Linked DNA regions of Sus scrofa: region 2 is linked to region 1. A link is a contact called in public Hi-C data. All regions are on one chromosome and are shown on one strand. Each heading gives the region's core, a stretch centred on a gene start, on an enhancer-like site or on the middle of the called end of the contact. The rest is flanking DNA. Distances are from core to core; before and after follow the strand shown. Region 1 overlaps MAGI1 (membrane-associated guanylate kinase, WW and PDZ domain-containing protein 1). Region 2 has its middle 20 kb from the start of MAGI1.

Evidence for each region. A called contact is a pair of places that touch in the nucleus more often than the background predicts.
Region 2: a Hi-C map of liver shows a contact between it and region 1, with 2.6 times the contacts expected there. The contact joins two enhancer-like sites. A contact is called at or near these places in 4 of 47 Hi-C or Micro-C datasets (fibroblasts, liver and mesenchymal stem cells).

What each region holds. Positions count from the first base shown.
Region 1 is chr13:47,467,743-47,473,121 of Sscrofa11.1, forward strand. All of the region lies in intron 1 of MAGI1 (membrane-associated guanylate kinase, WW and PDZ domain-containing protein 1), which reads right to left. Among named protein-coding and RNA genes, the nearest start is that of MAGI1, 98 kb to the right of the region's middle. Within about 2 kb of position 3,384, at least 8 of the 83 cell types and tissues checked have an H3K27ac peak or open chromatin away from gene starts, as enhancers often do. A contact at or near this core is called in liver, where this site is marked.
Region 2 is chr13:47,585,354-47,590,205 of Sscrofa11.1, forward strand. No RefSeq gene overlaps it. Among named protein-coding and RNA genes, the nearest start is that of MAGI1, 20 kb to the left of the region's middle. Within about 2 kb of position 2,743, at least 1 of the 83 cell types and tissues checked has an H3K27ac peak or open chromatin away from gene starts, as enhancers often do. A contact at or near this core is called in liver, where this site is marked.

The DNA of each region.
Region 1 (5,379 bases), core at 2,134-4,633:
ACTTTCTAAATTTACAGTTAATTGTATCAGGTAGAATGCTAGCAAATACCTTACTTTTCTCATCCATAAAATGGGGCTAATAACAACATAGGGTTATTATGAGAATCAAATTAATTAACATTTGTAAAATGTTCATGATAGTGTTGGCCCACAGTGAATACTACTTAAGGGCTTGTTAAATAAAGTTAATATGCCCTGTTATTCGAAGATGAAATTTTAAAGTTTTTGCTTGCATTCTCATGTCAAATTGGTTGTATTTTTGTGCTGTTTTGTTTTTCTTTTGCTGGGAGGCGATGCAGAAACACGCTTTGAAATGTCCCTTTCCGTCTCTGAATTTTCAGGATATACTCACACATTGGGGAGGGGAAAAAAAAAAAAAATTCCAGGAAACAGTACTCCACAATACATACGTGATGCACTAATTGTGTGTGTGTGTGTGTATGTGTCTATGTGTGATCATACATGTATGTACACTTCAATTCTGGTTGCAACCTACTATCATGAGTTCCTTACCATCACTCATGAATCTTATCCAAACAATTTGAAAAACATCATTTAGGAAAAGTATTCCCAGATGTTTTGCAGGACAGCAATAAGATCAGCAGGTACTAAAGAAAAGGTTCTGTGGTCAATTACATTTGAGAAAAGTTTATTTTGTATATCCCAACAACAATGCAAGTCAAGAAATTCTGCAATTAAGAAATCAATGGGAGTTCCCATTGTGGTTCAGCGGTAACAAACCCAATACATGAGGATGCAGCTTAGATCTCTGGCCTCGCTCAGTGGGTTAAGGATCCAGCGTTGCTATGAGCTGTGGTGTAGGTCACACACATGGCACAAATCTGATGTTGCTGTTGCTGTGGTTGTGGTATAGGTCAGCCGCTGTGGCTCTGATTCCACCCCTAGCCTGGGAAGTTCCAGATGGTGCAAGAACAGCCCTAGGAAGGAAGAAGGAAGGAGAAGGAGAACTGCACCCGCAGTTCCCAGGGCAGGGATCAAACCCGAGCAGTAACTGTGACCTACACCACAGCTGCAGCAATGCCAGATCCCAAACCCACAGTACCACAGTGGGAACTCCTATTTTTTTCCCATAATAACAGATTAGCATCACAAAGCTTAAAGAATCTTAGCTAATTTTTTTTTTCTGAAATGGAAAAAAGTAAGTCTCAGAGAGAAACATTCTTCATGACTCAGCCTACAAGTAAACCTGTGCTTAACTCAATGGAAGTGCTTAGGAATTCTTGCTCAACTCCATGAAGCACTTCTAGTTTCTTAATATCATTTAATGAAAAGTGATCCCAAATTTTCTCCCATAAAAGGAATGTACTAGTTGAATAAGTAAGATAGCTGAGACTGAAAGTGTTATATAAATGCTATTAGCTTTCAAAAATTTTTTTTTGGTTCATTCATCCATTTATACAGAAATCTATTCAACAAATATTTATATATTTATGTGCTAGGCACTGAACTAGGTACCAAATACATATATTTGAGTGGCAGTGGTTGGCGTTTTCTTCCCCCCACCCCCAGTTTAACTGAGATTATCATTGAGAAAAAATGTATTAGTTTAAGGTATACAGTAATAATAATGTGATATATGTATATATTATGAGTGATTACCACAATAAATTCTGCTATTATCAATCACATCTTCGGGTTTGAAATTATTTTAATAAAGTCTTTTAAATAAACAAAAATTTTAAGACCACGAAGGGAGCTGTTGGGATAGTCCATCTCTTCTCTGCAAAATACTTCTAGAAAGAACCACCAGTTCACAAAATGCAAAGCTATGTGTCTAAATTACTTACTCTTTGTAGCATCAGAGATTAATGGAAAATTGGGGGAATTATCCAAAAATAGGGAATTGGTTAGGTAATACAGAGACGGCCAGTTCTGCTGGGTAACATCAAAATGTATAATGGGTAAGTATGAATTATATACTGTTGGCACTCACTTGTTATACTGGGGATATTTATTATATGATATTGCTGCACTGAGGTGGGAAGTGTGGATTGGAAAATGGGAACTAAAATTGTCAGGTTACAATAGAAAAACTGAAAATAGTTGCTGTGTTAGAGCAGCAGTGCTCAAATGTGAGGTCAGACATGAACCTGCTGGAGAAGCCTATCTTAAAATGCAGGTTGTCTGGCCTCTCTCCCAGGTGTTCTGATTCTCAAAGCCAAGAGTGTGCCCAATAATCTGCATTTCTAACGACCACCCAGGAACTTCTGAAGCCAGTGGTCTACGGATCATAGATTCTTTCAATGAAAATTTACCAGGTACTTGGTATGTGCCAATTCCTGCTCTGGGTGCTTAAATGGAGCAGTGAGTAAGGCATGCTGGAGAAACAAGCATGAGGGTGGTAATAATATATTTTTTTTAATTCTTTAAAAGTAAAACAGTATTTCTCATAATTCAAGAGTCAGATTTTCCCTGCTGCAATTTATTTTTTACATAAAGGAAAAACACATTAGGTGGCTCTTTGGGGCTGACCCTAAGGTCAGCCTCTGGCGGGGACACTGGAAGGGTGTGGATGGAGTTGGCAGCCACCTGGGGAGGGCTCTTCAACGGAGGCTCCAGCATTTCCTGCCAGGCCTGTGTGCCCTCCCAGGGACTTCAGGATGATCACCAGAGGTCAGAAAGGGTGGTGATGAGAGGGAGCAAAAAAAAAAAAAATGTGTTAGCTCACTTCCCACGAAGCACCAGTCCAACTGGCAGAAACTGTAAGTCCTCCTCCGTCTCTTCCTGATTGCTGAGGCTGGCCTCTGAACTTCATGCAGGTAGAATTTGCTCTCTGCCTTTTCTGTGCTTTAACATTTATTTCCTGATTTGGAATATTAAAACTTTACTACATCCAGAAAGAATGTATATATATGTATGACTGGGTCACTTTGCTATACAGCAGAAATTGACACAACATTGTAAATCAATTGTACCCTAATTTAAAAAAAAAAAAAAAATGGGTGGTGGCTCCATGGTTAACGAACCTGACCAGTATCCATGAGGACGGAGGTTCAATCCTTGGCCTCACTCAGTGGGTTAAGGATCCAGGGTTGCCATGATCTGTGGTGTAGGTCACAGATGTGGCTCAGATCTAGAGTTGCTGTGGCTGTTGTATAGGCTGGCAGCTGTAGCTCCAATTCAACCCATAGCCTGGGAACCTCCATACGCTGCAGGTACAGCCCTAAAAAGACAAAAGACAAAAAAAAAAAAAAAAAAAATTTACCACACTCTATTTTTTGGTCCTCTCCTCCCTCCCCTTTGGGCCCAAATGTCAGCACGTTTCTCCAGGTTAGAGAAAGCCAGAGCCAAGGACAGAATGAAATTCAGCTTAGGCGGGTACAGCCAGGAGTGGGAACAGCTCAATCCTATTTGTCTTGGCAAGGCGTTCAGTAAGCTGTTGGTTATGTCATTTGCCCACAAGTAGGCAGACCTCGATGTTTTGCAGTCATCCATTACCCAAAAATGGTATCATGAACACACACACACACACACACACCCAGCAGTACACTGCTTCTCCGGTCCCCTCACCCCCCCTCATCTCCCCAACCGGCACAGACTCCAGAAGCAGGGCTGGACACAAGGGAATGACAAGCAGGAAAGATACAATCCACACTGAACCAAACACATAAAATTTTAAATACTCCAGTAGTTTTTCACCTACAAAGAAAGTACAGGGAAATGTGGCTGGCTGGGGGATTTGATCCAGCTAATAAGTTGATAGGACACACTTTGGAAGTTAAATCTAAAATGACAAAACCAGAAAGCCGAGGAGTTCGCACAATTCCACTGCTGAAGTGTTTCATCGCAGGTATTTTATTTGAATTAATTTCAATTTACAGCTAAATGTCAAGGAAAATTGGTTTGTTTTCTATATTGCATTATGTGTTGTACCCTAAGGCCTTCAGGCCCTGAGTAACTTATAAATAAGTAACATTTTCTCCTGATTGTTATGTAAAATCATTCCCCAGCTTGTGCTTCCTGCAGTCCCTAAAGGAAACAGAATCCCAATGTTACAAGAGAATAAGATCTATAAACCATAGCAAACAGTTCCTGAAAGCAGACCAACAAAATGCTAAGAGAGTAGGCCTCTGTCCCTTTATATTTATGGTTGTATCCATACGGAGGCTGGGATTCAAATTTGTAAAACCCCAAACAGACCTGCAAGGTATAACTAGTCTCCACTCCTAGAAAAATCATATGATTAACCTAAGAAGAGGAAAGAATAAACAACAGCATTGCTCTAGATTTCAGCTTCAGAAAAATGGTAAGGATTAAAAAATCCTGTACTTTTATCTTAAAACCATCAAATGAGCACAATGAGGCAAGCTACCACGAAACTGTTATGATCAAATGTCACTAATTATAAGTGACACTTCTCTGATTACCTACTGAAGCTTTTAAGTGAAAGCTGGAATCAGCAGTACCTTTTTGTCCTGTATACTCTGACAGTGTTGAACTTCAAGGCCAAGGCAAGGAGTCCAGTTCAAGACATGCCTCCTCTTTTTGGTGACCCTTTTGTATTCCAAGAAAGGGCTAACAGCAAAGGGCCACTCAGCCTTGGAATATTCTGAGCTAAGACCCAACTGGACCTTCTCAAATGATTCTCCTGTTTTATCAGAGTTTCTCTCTCTACCTTGTGACTTTGCTCATTAATGAAAGTTTTCTCTACTGCAACAGCCTGAATAAAATGCCCACTACATTTGCCCTTTTACTATAATAATGTCCAAACTGCTCAAGTAGAGCTATGGTAAACCTTGAAATGGGATTGAAAGTACCTGGCGAGCTCATTAAACTACAGTTTGTGTTAAACCCAAGGGCCTGGAAATTCTTGGAAAGTTCAGTAAGGGCTGACTCAAAAAAAAAAAAAACCAAAACCCCTGTTTGAATTTTGGAAGTCTTTCTTTTATAAGGACACAACTCAAACAGGCTTGGCTGATTCAAAAAATTTGTGAAACAAATCATTATGTCACAAGCGAAGACATTTATCTTCAACTCACGGATTTCAAAAGCCATAGAGGCCTAGGAAGTAGGCAACTACTGAAATGACATAAAATTTAAACTGCTTGAAATTGCTTTCACAATTTAAACTCTGTTTTGATTTTAGCATCATTAACTCTCTTAGCCATCATTTAAGAAACAAACTACGAGGCATGAAGATGCTGCTGCCCATACACTATCCATGAACCAGGCAGCTGAATTTTACGTCCCAAAGCAAAAGGACTGACTTGACTCAACCACAGTCTCCTTAACTACCCAATAACCCACCTAAGAAGATGACAAGAGCAGAAGGACGCACAGAAAAAAAAAGATATGCAAAGAAGGCAAATGTCACTTCTTTTCAGGTGTCCTCACCAGACTTATCGCTCCGTATTCTTC
Region 2 (4,852 bases), core at 1,493-3,992, 120 kb after region 1:
TCTTGGGCATTCCCATGGTGGCTCAGAAGGTTAAGGACCAAATGTTGTCTACATGAGGAGCCCTGGCCTCACTCACTGGGTTAAGGATCCGGTGTTGCTGTGAGCTGGGGTGTAGGTCGCAGATGCTACTCAGATCCTGAGTTGCCATGGCTGTGGAGTAGGCCTGCAGCTGCAGCTCTGATTTGACTCCTAGCCTGAGAACCTCCATGTGCCACAGGTATAGCCATAAGTAAATATATGTATATTGGGCACCTAACACCTATCAGGCAGGTGAGCTTCTAGGGAAAAAGTAGACAAGTAAATGGACAAAGGCTCTGTTCTTATGGAGCTTACATTTCAGCGGTGCACTACAAAAATGAAGAAAATAGTCTTTGGATAGTATAGATGATTTGCAGGGTGAGAAAAAGAGAATAATAATGCCCTGAGTTGGGACTGTAATTTTGCATAAAGGGGTCCAGGAAGTCTTCCTGGCTAAGTTCCTATCTGAGCAGAAACCTGAAGGAAGTGAGAGTGGAGCAGGTAGCTGTCTGGGAGACAGAGTTCCAGGCAGAGGGAACAGCACGGGCAAAGCCCCTCGGGTAGAGAATGCTTTGTGTGGCATGGAAATACAAAGGTTACAATCCTGGACACTGCTTTTACCTTCTTGGAAGAGAGAGTCTGTTTGTGAAGACAGATAATAATCAAATATCTCCCAAAGAGATATTTGATTATTATCTTTGCCCTTTCTAGGGCCACTTCTGGCATATGGAGGTTCCCAGGCTAGGGGTCGAATTGGAACTGTAGCCACCGGCCTACACCAGGGCCACAGCAACACAGGATCGAAGCCGAGTCTGCAACCTACACCACAGCTCACAGCAACGCCAGATCCTTAACCCACTGAGCAAGGCCAGGGATCGAACCCGCAACTTCATGGTTCCTAGTTGGATTCGTGAACCACTGCGCCATGACAGGAACTCTGAGATGTCTAATTCCAAAGAGCCAATGTGCCAAGAGGAAAACACAGGCTGGAAGATCCTATAAAGATACCTGATCATATCTGAGGGAAGGATCCTCTTAGGAGATGTCTAAATTGAAATTCAAAGAGAGAGGTTAACCCCATAAAGGGGAATGAGGCTGTGGAGTATTAGGGAGGGTATTACCTGTAAAGGGAACAGTTGTGTGCAAAGTGTGTGACAGTTGTGTCCAATGTGTGTGTTCAGGGAGTTACTACTGTGACTCAGCAGTAATGAACCCAACTAGCATCCATGAGAACTCAGGTTCAATCCCTGGCCTTGCTCACTGGTTAAGGATCTGGCATTGCCATGAGCTGTAGTGTAGATCACAAACACGGCCCAGATCTGGTGTTGCTGTGGCTGTGATGTGGGCTGGCAGCTGCAGCTCTGATTCGACCTCTAGCCTGAGAACTTACATATACTATGGATGCAGACTTTAAAAAACCACCACCAACAACAAAGTGTGTGTTCAAAGGGGTGCATAGGAACAGGGCTGGTTCTAAGACATGAAAGATCCAGATATCTGCCTTGCAGAGGAGGGGGAAAGCATCCTTGATAAGCTAGAGGGTATGAAAGGGAGGCAAATCACACAGGGTGTCTGCTGTTTGTAATTACTGTCTATTTTTATTTATTTAATAGCTGCATCAACAGCATACAGAACTTTCTGGGTCAGGGATCAAATTCGAGCCACAGCTGCAACCTATACCAACAGCTGCAGCAATGCCCAATCCTTAACTGACTGCCCAGGGCCAGGAATCCAATGGGGCCTCCACAAAGATAACCTGCTGCACTACAGCCAGAACTCCCATAGTTACTGTTAATAAATATGTTTACTGTTCACCTTTACTGCTGGAGCAAGTTCCAGAGGGCGCTGGGTACCCTGTCTCCTTCACTGCTGTATCCTCAGCTCCTATCTTGGGTGTGGCCCCCCAGAAAGGGCACAGGTTGAATTTATGGACTGGCTGGCTGGCTGGCTAACATCTCCAGCAATCTAACAACCAGCTGACAGCCTCCACGGTAACAAGAGGCTCACATTTTGTGAGTCCTTGGTTCTGCCAGATTCTGGGTTGAGAAAAGGCCAGCAAACTTGGCAGTATTCACAGCTGTAATTTCTGTTTCAAAATCATAGATAATAGCTGACTTCAACCCTGGAGGTCTCCTCCCACTGAGAAGCAGAGTCCCCATGGCCCTTTTCCACCTTGGAGTCCCTGCTGCAGCTATGGTGTAGATCACAATTGTGGGCCCGAATCTGATCCCTGGCCCAGGGACTCCATATGCTTCAGGGTGGCCAAAAGTGAAAGAAAGAAGGAAGGAAAGAGAGAGGGGAAGGGACGGAGGAAGGAAGAAAGGGAGGGAAGAAAAGAACAAACGTGTGATGTTATCTAAGATAGTGGTTGCCCATCCAGTAGACTGATTGCCAAGAAAGTGAGAAAGAAAAAGTGGGTAGCATAACTCAAGTGGAGAAATTTAGCCAAGTCCTTTTTTGTAAACCTGAAGACCACCCACTGGGGGACAGTTCCTGATATTTCATATCAGCTCCCCCGTTCCTCCTTCCCAATAACCCCTATCTTGCATTTGAGCCCCGCCCCCCCCCCCGTGGAAACGGGGAAATGATCCGCTCAGGGAGCCAGGTGCAACCCATTCAGTTCACCTGGCCTCAGTCCTGGACGCAGGGCTGCATCTGTGACCTAGGCTGGTTCTGGAGTGAAGCTCGGAAGCTGTGCTTGTAATGCCTGACAGCTGCTCCCTTCGTGCCAGACCGAGGGGTGGTGTTGGCAGTTACAGAGCCTGGCACAGCAGTGGAGATTTTTGCCACCAATAGAACGTGCCAGTCTGAAGCCAGTGCTAATTCAGAGGGGATCAGAGTTGGGAGAACTGAATGGAAAGAGCAGCGAAACCCCTAAAACATGGTGAACCTCAGAATCAGATCGCACCTGAATCCTGCCCAGTTTCTGGACTCTTCCCTGAAGTAAGTCCATATATTCTGTTTATTATTGAGATTGAGATGTCTGGATTCAGTGGCCAAATCGTCTGAAATGGTGAGGGTGATAGAAATCCAGAAACAATTTTCTGTCCTCCAAATAATATAACAGTGTGTAGGAGAAATTGGAATGCAGGTGTAATAGCTACAGGATCTATTTTTTCTTAATTTTTTTAAAAAAAGTGAAATCTGCCAAGAGTTAACATCTTGTTATGTTAATGAAATTTTGAATAAGTAAAAATATGTGAGTTTTCTTTAAAATGGCAACAGTATGAAAGGGTAAACAGGAAACAGGGAGCTTCTATCCCACTCTTCTCTGATCCTCTCTCCAGAGGCAACATTTTAATTCCTTAAAAGGCTTCTTATGTACATTTAAGATATTCTGTACATAGATCTCCCTTTTAATTTACACAAATGGTGCTTTATACTGTCAGCATCTTACTTTTCTCTCACAAATATATCTCAGAGTTTGTTCCATATCAGAAAATATTTAAGCTGCTTCTTTATTTTTTATTTCACTTGAAATACAGTAGATGTGCAATATTATGTTTCAGTTCGTTTGTTTGTTTGAATGGAAAAGCTGCTTCTTAAATATGGCAATATAGCTAGGAATTTTTCATTCTGCGTTTCACTGTTACCTGCAAACAAGCATGAGTAAATTTGTTTTATCAGTGAAAGGAAGCCACGGTAGCAAACACCTTTCATGCATTTTTGAGGAAATTCTTTTAAAATGATTCAACAGCTCTATCCAAGCTATTCAATTTTTTGATTCTGTTATTTTTTTTAAACCAATTCCTCTAGAGAGTCATTTAGGCTGTAACCTTTAGATATTTTACACAAAGCTACAACAAATGTTGTTATGTATGCTTCTTTATTTGAAAGCTATATAAAATGTTTTTAACAATAGTCTACATAAATAAAAGTGGTTGAATAAAAAATTTTAAATTTGAGGCCCTGAATATAAGAATTTAAATATTGTTTTTTGTTAGCTTTTTTTTTTTGCATTAACCCTTTTCCTACAAATAGATTCTATTTTTTAAAAATTGAAATACAGTTGATTTACAATATTATGAATTTCAGGTGTACAGCAAAGTGATTCAGTTATACATATTTTAAAAAATTATTTTCCATTATTGAATATAATTGGAAAAATTATTTTCCATTATTGAATATAATATAATTTCCATTATTGGTATACAGTAAATCTTTATTTTTTATTTTGTGTATAGTTCTATGTATCTGAGAATCCCATACTCCTAATTTATCCTCTCTTTCCCCTTTGTTTATCCTAAGTTAGTTTTCTATGTCTGTGTGTCTGTTTCTATATTATAAATAAGCTCATCTGTGTTATTTAGCTACCACGTATAAGTGATATCATATGATATTTGTCTTTATCTGGCTTACTTCACTCAGTATGACAATCTCTAGGTCCAGATGGACTCCCTGTTCTGATTCATTCATTCATCCATTTATTGATTCAACAAGTATCTATTGAGTACTCACTTTGTACTAGGGACTGTTTGGGGGCTATCATGATGTGTTCATTGGAGAAGAAGATAGTAGGTCCAGTAAACAACCAGGCATCTGTGGGTATTTAGACATATTAATATTTAGAGACTTTAGTTGTAATAGCTTCAGTTATTTCAGTGTGAATCTACTCAGATTTGTAGTAGAAGGGGTCATGTCTATGTTAGATCATTCAATATTTCCAGGTGATAAAAATAAGGGACCAACAGCCCCTTTCTAGGGAGAACCTTCCATACAATACCTTACTGCAGGAAAGAGCTCCAAGCCATTCACTAAGCATCAATGCCCCTGTGGGTTCCCAGTAGCCCCAGCTCTCTGGCCTTGGCTGAATGGACTGGGGTGGGCATGGGAC